Linked DNA regions of Rattus norvegicus: region 2 is linked to region 1. Evidence: chromatin contacts called from public Hi-C data. All regions are on one chromosome and are shown on one strand. Each heading gives the region's core, a stretch centred on a gene start, on an enhancer-like site or on the middle of the called end of the contact. The rest is flanking DNA. Distances are from core to core; before and after follow the strand shown.

Region 1 (5,350 bases), core at 1,487-3,986:
TGTTCACACAGTAAATAAAACCCTAAGACAGAAGCTGGTATAGGGACTGTGGTATTGCTGTTATAGGCCTGACCATGCCTTAAAAAAAAAAAAGGAAGAAAGAAAGAAAGAAAGAAAAGAAAAGAAAGGAAGAAAGAAAGAAAGGAAGAAAGAAAGAAAGAAAGAAAGGAAGAAAGAAAGAAAGGAAGGAAGAAAGAAAGAAAGAAAAGCAAAAAGGGGAAGAGGGGGAACCAGCATCACTGAGGCAAAATCTTCTGGAAAATATTTCCTCAGATCAGCACACAAAGTTATAGCTCAGAGAAGACCAAGGCTGTATTTCATACTAGCAGTTGAACTTGTTGTGTAAGTGTCTCCCAAGTGGTGTAAAGGAGTCATAGAGTACATGCACTAAGAGGCCAAGAAAGGTTTTGGTAAGGGTGGGATGCAATTTCAGTGGGAGCAGAGCCTCAGGACTGAAGTGGTCATAGGGTGAAGCTGAGGCTCTGGCACCATTTGGCTGGTCAAAGTCCCTGAAGAGAGCTTAGGTGAGAATAAGGTTAAAGGTGTAGGAGAAACCCAGCAGTTTGGGAACACAGTGGCAGATGTGGGGTGGAGCTGGCTGGCCTGAGCCTTAAAGACAAGGCTTCTGTGCTGTACCAGGTAAAGCCAGAAAAGTGGGGCTGCCAAGCCCTTTGGCGTGCAGAAGATCTTAGGCCCCCAGGGTCTAACTCTGAGCTTTATACTGCCGGACTTCGGTTTTGCTTTGACTGTGACTGTGCCCTGGTTTGTCCCTCTTTGAGTAAGAAAACATATAATTTATTCACAGTTGAGAGACTTTGGTAGACAGTTATATAGGCATAATGTTATATACTGGGTAAATTTTATCCTTGTGTCATTCAAATGCTGATTTTTTTTCAAATGCACATTTTTCTCTGTCCACATAGCGTGTTTCAATTTGGGACTCGGAATTGTAATGCTATTCCAAGAATCTCCTGTCTCAAGTTTGTGTAAACAATTCTTACCATTTATTCTCTGCCTTGTCAATCAATAAAAGCTGATCATCAATAGCTGAGAATATAGAATAGAGAAGGACTCCCACCAGCCAGAAAGAAGAGTAAGATTCCACCACATGGAGAAAGAAAAGTGTTGAAAAGCGCTGCGGCTGAAGAATGAAAGACCTAAAGGCAAGTATTTTAGGATTTTGGCTGGGAGGTAGCCGATTAGTTCAGGGGATGAAAATAGATCAAATGACTGCCCAGGTATTGAGGTAAAGCCTTAACTAAATCTTGGTTTCTCTGTCGTTTTTGAGGAACTAGCTAGGGTTAAAAAACCCAGCCCCTGTGTTAATTTACTACATACAGTTATATTAAAATTAACATTTGGGCTGGAGAGATGGCTCAGCGGTTAAGAGCACCCGACTACTCTTCCAGGTGTCCTGAGTTCAATTCCCAGCAACCACATGGTGGCTCACAACCATCTGTAAGGAGATCCAATGCCCTCTTCTGGTGTATCTGAAGACAGCTACAGTGTACTTATATATAATAAATGAATAAATATTTTTAAAAAATTAACAATTCACTCATAGAAGAGAGTTGTCCTCTGGCCTCCATATGTATATGCATGCACACAAAGATAAGCAGATACAGACACATACACTAAATAAAGTTTAGTAAAAAGCGTCATTGGCGGCGGCAGTGTCATCATGGTGTTTATAGAGACAGGGTTTCTTTGTGTAATGGAGCCCTAGCTGTCCTGGAACTTGCTCTATAGACCATGCTGGCCTTTGTGTGTGTGTGTGTGTGTGTGTGTGTGTGTGTGTGTGTGTGTGTGTAGGATTTTTCTTTATTATATGTAAGTACACTGTAGCTGTCTTCAGACACACCAGAAGAGGGCATCAGATCTCATTACAGATGGTTGTGAGCCATCATGTGTTTGTTGGGAATTGAACTCAGGACTGCTGGGAAAGCAACCAGTGCTCTTGACCTCTGAGCCATCTCTCCAGCCCCCATATTGGCCTTGAACACAGAGATCCACCTGCCTCTGCCTCCCAAGGGCCGGGATCAAAAAGGTGTGCAACACCAATACCCAAAAGGTGTAAGAGGTGAGAGCATTTAGCTGCCTGTACCACATGATGAATCCCAGGCTTCCTGAAAAGCTAAGTACCAAGACCTGCCTCAACAAGCTAAAAGTGGGGAAAGAGCATCCTACAACGGAATGTGTGGTTGGGTCAACGAAGGTAGGACTTCCCATCCCTTTTTAACTGGAGTGCTGAGGTTTGCGTCCAGAGCTTCATATTTGCAAGGTAAGTACTCCAAAGAAATGTTTTCCCCAACAGAAAAAAATTGTTAAACACCAGCAAAATACTTTAACTGGTGACATCAATGGCTGTTTTTAACTAACCCTGATCTAAAAAGTAGAAAGGTAAGCCAGGCATAGTGGTGCATGCCTTTAATCCCAGCACTGAGTTCCAGGCCAGGCTGGTTCACACAGTTTCAGGGCAGACAGGGGCACACAGAGAGACATTGTCTCAAATGAACAAAGTAGAAAGGGAAGTAGTTAACTTGACACATTACCAAAGCAAAATTATACAAACTTGTTTTTACCTAGCCAATTTTAGTTAATAACTCAGCATAACCCAACCTTGTTCCTGAATTTCAACATCTGGTACCATGTTTTACATATCTCCTAAATTCATTCAACATTAGACAAAAGAACTATTTAGTATTTGCTGATGTTTGGGGACAACCACTAGAGGTCACCAGCATAAAACGTTTAATATTGATTCAAGCAGGATCAGTCTAAACGAGTCACAATTGTTTCCCTTTCCAGTACCCTTTACTAAAACAAGATTCAGTTAGAAATAATTTCAGGTGAACCACTAACATATAAAGTGAATTCTCCCCCTTCCCATACACACACACACGCATATAAAATGGTATCATTCAAGGGCTGAGAATAATGATTCGATGGTTAAGGGAGCTTGCCAAGTAACTGTAAAAACTAGAGTTTGGACCCAACACCCATATTACAAGCCAGGCCACTTGTGCATGACTGCAATCCCAGCTCCAAGGGAAGCAGGAGGACTGCTGGGACTTGCTGGCTTCCAGCTTATTTGAGAAACCCAGTTTCAGAAGAGATCCTGCCTCAAAGGTCAAAAGAACAGTTGCAGACAGACAAGAGCAGCTACATCCTCCTCTGGCCTCTGAGTGTGTACACACAGAAGTACATACAAATACAGTAAATAATCATACAAAGGGTTCAAAACACACACGCATGCTTCTAAAAAAGTGTGTATTTATTTCATGTAAATAAGATTATAAACAGCCTTCTTACTTCAGGTAAGGCTTGCCCCTACATGCTTAACAAAAAAAAATCATAATTTTTTAATTTTTTAAAATTCTGGAATAGATAATAGAGATAATAAATAGCCATCTATAATATTTGTTAAATATATATGGGTAAGTCTCATTTATGCCTTACAAACAAACCTATAACTTGGTGTATTTCCCCCACTTTCTTTACAGAAGAGTTCAGAGAAGTACACTGTTAAAGGAAATTCTCTTGCTTTTTCCCAAGAGAAACAGTGGAACCACTAAGACCTGAATTTAGACAATCTTAGTTTAGAATACACTCTTTTGCTTATAAAACAATAAAGCATCTATAACTAGCAGGGAAAAAAATCAGTTAAAGAAGTAAATGTGACAGTATTAATTACATTCACATCTAAAACCTGCATTAACTTCATTTCTGAATTAGAATATTTTTAAATTTTGTTTTGTGTGTATAGGGATATGGGGACTATGCACATCACTGAGTAAAATGAAGGTCAGAAGACAACTTGTAGGGGACCTGGTTCTTTCCTTGACCATGTGGGTTGCATGTATACAACTCATGTCATCAGCCTTGGCAGCAAGCACCTTTTACTTGCTAAGCCTTCTTGCCTATCCTGAATTAGAATTCTTAACAATAACAAGCTCTAAGCCAGTATAGCAAAATTATCTGAATTAGCAAGCAGAATAAAAAATACTGGTCAGCTCACTTTCAGATCAAAAATATTGGAATCCAATCCTTTTTTCATAAATACTTAAATTAGGCAAATGCCACCAGAATATAAGTTCAAATAAGGTATGAATTTTTCTATCTTTTCTATATCTACATCATTGATATAGTATTATACAAAGCAATGCTTGGCATACATGAAAGTATTTTTTAAAGATTTATTATGGGTGTAAAAGTATTTGTGTGCACATATGTGTGATGCAGCGCTCAGAAGGCAGTACTGGATCCCTTGAAGCACCAGATACAGGTGATTTTTGGTGTGAATTTGGGCCCTCTGAAGAGCAGTAGTAGTAAGTGCTCTTAACCATTTGACCATCTCTTTAGGTCCCATTTTTGTTCTAGTTTTTATAAGACAAGATCTCAAGAGCCCAAGATAACCTCAAACTCCTTATTCTGCTTCAATCTCTCAAGTGTTATGATTACAGATGTGTAGCAGCATGTCCAGTTTTATGTGATATAGAGGATGGAACCCCCTTGGGGCTATCCATGCATGCTAAGCAAGCCAGCACTCTATGAACTGAGTTACATCCTCAGGCAAACACCTTTGCTCTTGTTGAACAATGTTAGAAATTATAGTTTTCCGCTTTATGGATTATAAAATAAGGAAATAATCTTACATGTGTAATTCACTTTTATAAGGCTTTCTTTGTTAGTTTTGTGCATTTATTTTTATAAATAAAATAAATACATTTTTATGTGGATAGTTGCCCAAGGATATCAGAAGAGGGTGTAAGATCTCCTAGGAATTAAACCTGAGTCCTCTGGAAAAGCAGCCAGAGCTCTTAGCCACTGAGTTCTCTCCACACCCAACATGTACAATTCTTTTTTTTTCTTTAAGAAGCATTTATTTATTTTATGTATGTGAGTACACTGTAGCTGTCTTCATACACAGAAGAGGGCATTGAATCCCATTACAGATGGTTGTGAGCCACCATGTGGTTGCTGGAATTGTACTCAAGATCTCTGGAAGAGCAGTCAGTGCTTTTAACCTCTGAGCCATCTCTCCAGCCCCAACATGTACAATTCTTAACAATTGTACTTATTCTACCTTTGACATTTTACTTTAAAATAAGGCAAAAATGTTTTATATGATTAAAGGGGAATTCATTTGGTCCAAATAAATATGTTCTAATTTCAGACTTTACTACTCTACTGCATACTAATTCAAAACACTCATGACCGAAATTAAGAATGTGTTTATTTGAAAATCTGAACATGAATAAGATGAAATAACTGTAGGTTTCAGGAACCCAGTATTTCTACTTAAAATTTATACTACAGTATAATCAACATTTGTCCATGTAACCTACTA
Region 2 (5,350 bases), core at 1,184-3,683, 200 kb after region 1:
AATCAGAAATCAACACTGAGTCGATTACTTGTTTACCTGTCTCCTCAGGCTTCCATTAGAAAGCTCTCGTGCTAGGTAGCTATATGTTCTGGGCCAGATGAATGAAAAAAAGAAATAAAAAAGGAAGGACATGACTGCTCCTAGGTATGGCGGAGAAGAAGGTGTATTGTAGATATGTGGGAGAGCACAGCCAGGGGCAGGGACATCTGGGAGAGTCCAGGATGAACATGGGCAGACTGAACAGGGCCATATGAAGAGATGGGGGACAGGAGAGGAGCTTCACATCAAGATGGGCAGCCTGGGCCAAGACTGACCAAGAGAGTAAAGGTTAGATCAGAAGATCAGGTAACCAAAACGGCTGAATTATTGGGGAGGGAGCTGAGGGGAGGGTGGCTCTTTCCCTGGGCTGGAGAAATTTAGGGTAGGGGACAGGGTATGCTAGCCAGAAGGATTCTATAGCAGGTAGACTGAGGAGGACGTGGTGGCTAGTATCAGCCATGTGTCCTGGATTTGAGACCTACCTGCTGGAATACATCTGTATCTGGGGATGCTAGGCCTAACTACTAAACCATTTGAGTATAGTCTAAGTGTGTGTGTGTGTGTGTGTGTGTGTGTGTGTGTGTGTGTGTGTGGTGTGTGGTGTGTGTGTGTAGTGTATGTGTGTGTGTGGTATATGTGTGTATGTGTGTGTGTGGCATATGTGTGTGTGTGTATAGTGTATGTGTGTGTGGTGTGTGGTGTGTGTGTGTGTAGTGTATGTGTGTGTGTGGTATATGTGTGTATGTGTGTGTGTGGTATATGTGTGTGTGTATAGTGTATGTGTGTGTGGTGTGTGTATATGTGTGTGTGGTGTATGTGTGTGTGAGTGTATGTGTGTGTGTGGGTCTGAGGGTGTGTATGTGTATGTGTGTGTGTATGTATGGTGTATGTGTGTATGTGTGTGGTGTGTGTGTGTGCGTGGTGTATGTGTGGGGGTGTGGTGTATGGGGTGTGGTGTGTGTGTATGGTATATGTGTATGTGTGTGTGTATGGTGTGTGTGTATGTGTGTGTGTATGGTGTATGTGTGTGTGTATGGTGTATGTGTGTGTGGTGTGTGTATGGTGTATGTGTATGTGTGTGTATGTGTGTGTGTATGGTGTATGTGTATGTGTGTGTGTATGGTATATGTGTGTGTGGTGTGTGTGTATGGTGTATATGTATGTGTGTATGTGTATGGTATATGTGTATGTGTGCGTGTGTGTATGTATGTGTGTATGTTTGTGTGTATGTGTGTGTGTGGTGTGTGTGAGTGTGTGTGTGTGTGTGTGTGAGTGTGTGTGTGTGTGTGTGTGGTGTCTTCCTGGAGTACAGACCAAGAGACCAGTCAGTTGGAGATGGAGCGTCAGAGCTTACTAGGTCACTTGCAAAGAGTATGACAGTCACAGCATCTGTCACAAACATATTAGTCAATTGTTTTCTGAGTTTCTTTTATATTGGGAAACCTGAGGGCACTTTTTGCCTGAGTGTTTCATTCTCCACTGAGCTCTTCCTGTGAGATGTTAAGAATGGTCTCCTGCCCCGGGTGAGTCAGAGGTCAGGAGGCAGGACATCTTGCACTTTTTTTTTTTTTTTTTTTTTGCATACAGCCACCAAACATCCTCCCTGTGACTCAGTCCACCTCTTAATGGCATGCATAGCATGCTTTGAGAAGCATGTAAGGTTTAGACTCATAAAAATCAGAACCAGAAACTTTCTGCTTGTCTGATACCCAATACACAACTTCCCAGAGCAAGCCGGGACTGAGAAGATCCCTGGAACACACAGACCCTTTAGTGCTAAAATTAGGAGCCTTGGGAACCTGAAATGATTGGTCAGCTTTCAGCCCTTCTGCAGAGAAGAAACTAAAAGCCAGGAGGCATGCTTGCCCAGGCTACCACAATTTGTCATCAACAGACCTAGGCCAGATCCCAGGGTGGTAGGATTTGTGTTCTTTGTAATGCTGGAACGTTCTCTTAGTCCAGTGGGGGAACTGAACAGAACAGGTGCTCAGGGTTCTGTTCTGCCTGCTTTCTAAACACAGGGACTTGCTTGTCACAGACATGCTCCTTCTAAAATCAGCAGTGTATCTCACCCAGGTGGTCACTAATCAATAACGAGATCAAGTCTCTGTTTCTGGAGTCCGAACAACACAGTGTAAACAGGGAGCAGGAAGCTCCGTGAATAATGACAGCAGTGGTAAGCAAACCGGATTGTGCAAGGATTGGGAGGCCACACCGCAGAGAACACAGAGAAATACGGCACAGGGTGTAAACACCAAAGCCAAGGAAGTATTATTTTCCTGTCCTCAGAGGAAAACCATGGTCAACAGAAAAGCATTATAGCCCTTCTGACAGGAGAAGAAAGGTAACCATGGAGACACCCCATGTGGTAATGACTATGTAATGAAAAATGGTGTCACCTGACATTCATGTGCATGTGTGCTCTGAGGTCTGCTAAGGAAATCAGCAGTACTGTCCATCTAGATCTGAGGGCTGCTGTTTTCCCGGCTCTGTGTCCCCTGGACACAGAGTTTTCATAAAGTGGCGTGGATTCCTAGGGATGGTGAGCCTGTTAGACACATCTCTTTACCACTCACCATCCTTAACTGTGCACCGCTGTGTCTCTCTGATGCCGTGTGTGTCAGGGTGGGCTGGGTGTCTGTGAGTTCTGTCTGCTTGCCTGGAGGGGCCCTGGTGCTGTGTGCACGAGGGAACATTAGAAATGTGATCCGATGAGGATTAAAACTGGAGAAACGTCTGTTGGCAACTAGAGGTCAGGAACGAACTTTTTATAGCGCTTTGGCACATGGTCTCTTTTAATTTGGGAGGAAGCCCAAGGAAGTGACACATCTAAAGGGGGTGGTGTAAACACAGTGGGAGTGACTAAGGTGTTGTGACACTTGTTTTGGGTGTTACTCTTCAAGGGGAAGTTGGGTACCTCCTTTCCCGTCCCACACCACCTTTTCCTGCTGGTGACCTGAAACAGGTTACCCGTCCTGACTAATCTCCAAAAATGCGGGTAGACAGAGACTGAGTTGACCTACTTTGTACATGCCCGGGATGATGTCAATCAGCGAGCTTAGAGCGCAGCTTTTCTGCTTTGGGCTGATGCCCGGGCTGGGCGCTGACTTCAGGACATTACTTAAAAGAATGGAGTTGTGGAGTTGGGTGTGGTGGGTGGCACAGGTCTGTACTCTCAGTGCCCCTGGATGGAGGCAGGAAGATCATGAGCCCAAAGTCCTCCTCAATAAGGTTGACGCTAGCCTGGGCTACATAAGAGTTTGCCTCAAAAAGCTACCAGCAGCATTAGAAAAGAGTGGGTCTGGGACTACCTATCATAAGTAAATGGGGTCTGGAGTGTAGGCAGAGGCAGTGCACTGGCTTCGCCTGCCCCAGGCCCTGAGTTAATACCCAGCACTGGTTGGAGAAAGACAGATGGGAAACCAACAGCGAGAAAAAGTACAGCAGAACGGAACCTGTGTGCCAGGCCAGCACTTTAAAAAGTAGCCTTTTCAATTTAGAATAGTTTTAGGTTCACAGAGAGGCTGTGTGTGTGGTGGACCTGGCATGTAGCACACTCCTGTGATCCCAGTTACTCCAGAGTCGGAGGCAAGGATGATTCCAAATCCAAGGCCAGCCTGAGCAATTCAAGGAGACTCTTTCTTAAATGGAAAGGGCCGAGATATAGCTCAGTGGTAGAGCATTTGCCAGCATGTGCATGTGACCGCCTTAGTGCTGAAGAAAAAAAGAAAGAAAAAGGTTGTGAAGAGGATGTGCTTTTTCATAGGCCACATGCCTGCTTCCCCTGCTGCCAGCCTCACATTATTATTGCGCCCTGGCCACCTCTGAACCAATGCTCACACTGCCCTGGCCACCTCTGGACCAATGCTCACACTGCCCTGGCCACCTCTGAACCAATGCTCACACTGCCCTGGCCACCTCTGAACCAATGCTCACACTGCCCTGGCCACCTCTGGACCAATGCTCACACTTTGTCAGATCCTTAAGTTTTTCAGTCAATGACCCAATTCTGCCCCTTATTCCATTGAGGGTGCCACATCACATCTGGCCATTCTGTCTCCTCTGGCAGTCTCTTGGGTGCTAGCACATTTCAGGTTACTGACTGTCCTCGTTTTTGAGGACCTTGGCAGGGTCTTGGTCAGCTGTTTCACTTTGTTATTTATTTATCTGGCATTAAAGGCTGAGCTGGGCAAGGGCTCGACCTCTATCTAGTTTCATTGTCGATGTGGTAAAACATCCCTATGAGAAAGCGACTGAAGGGAGGAAAGGGTTTATTGCAATTTACATTTCCAGCCCACAGTCTCTCATTGAGAGAAGCCAAGGCAGGAACTGAAGGCAGTCCTGCTTGCTATTCCACATGTAACCAAGGAATTCCCTTCACAGCCAAAGTACCAAAGAAACCATAGAGGATGCTGCTGGCAGGCAGACCGTCAGGTCCAGCAGCAGTTGCTGCCAACTTCCTCCTCCTACCCCCACTCCTCTTCCTTCTTCTTCCTCCTCCCACTCCTCCTTCCTCTTCCTCATCATTTTATTTTATTTATTTATTTCTCTGTGTCTTCTTGGCTGTCCTAGAACTTGATCCATAACCAGGCTGGCCTCTAACTCAGAGATCTACCTGCCTTTGCTGAGTGCCTTAATCCTGAGTGCTGGGATTAAAGTGTGTGCTATGGCCACCCAACTCTCTCTCTCTCTCTCTCTCTCTCTCTCTCTCTCTCAAAAGGGCCTTGCTGTGTGTCTCTGGCTGGCCTGGAACTCACAAAGATCCACCTGTCTCTGCTTCTCATGTGCTGTGACTAAAGACATGAGCCACTTTACCAGCAATGCTACCTTTCTTATACATTTCAAGACCACTTCCCAAGAGATGGTGCCATCCCCTTAGAGTTCGGCTCTCTTACATCAGTAAATAATCAAGACAACCCTCAATAGTAATGCCCACATGGCAATCTGATCTAAGCTCTCTTTTCAGACCGCTCTAGGTTGTATCAAATTGATTGTCAAAGCTAACCAGGACATCGTAGAGCTGCATTCCCAGAACACGTGTGACCTTTCGAGACAGTCTTCCAAATTGCTCAGGCTGGCCTTTCAACAGCCAGCCTCCTGCCTCAGCCTCCCAATTATCTATGCTCCCAGGCTGGGCCAGTTTTGTAGGATGCCTGCTGTACTTGGGTTTGCCTATTGTTTCTCCATGATTGGGTTGGGGTTGTGGGCAAGAAGAAGGAGAAGGAGAAGGAGGAGGAGGAGGAGGAGGAGGAGGAGGAGGAGGAGGAGGAGGAGGAGGAGGAGAAGAAGAAGAAGAAGAAGAAGAAGAAGA

The links. A called contact is a pair of places that touch in the nucleus more often than the background predicts.
Region 2: a contact with region 1 is called in a Hi-C map of liver, with 4 times the contacts expected there. The contact joins two enhancer-like sites. A contact is called at or near these places in 5 of 12 Hi-C or Micro-C datasets (Schwann cells, frontal cortex, liver and 2 more).

The regions. Positions count from the first base shown.
Region 1 is chr6:74,840,810-74,846,159 of GRCr8, forward strand. The region is part of intron 1 of Strn3 (striatin 3); the gene reads right to left. Among named protein-coding and RNA genes, the nearest start is that of Ap4s1, 25 kb to the right of the region's middle. Within about 2 kb of position 2,737, at least 15 of the 93 cell types and tissues checked have an H3K27ac peak or open chromatin away from gene starts, as enhancers often do. A contact at or near this core is called in liver, where this site is marked.
Region 2 is chr6:75,043,283-75,048,632 of GRCr8, forward strand. No RefSeq gene overlaps it. Among named protein-coding and RNA genes, the nearest start is that of Hectd1, 43 kb to the left of the region's middle. Within about 2 kb of position 2,434, at least 41 of the 93 cell types and tissues checked have an H3K27ac peak or open chromatin away from gene starts, as enhancers often do. A contact at or near this core is called in liver, where this site is marked.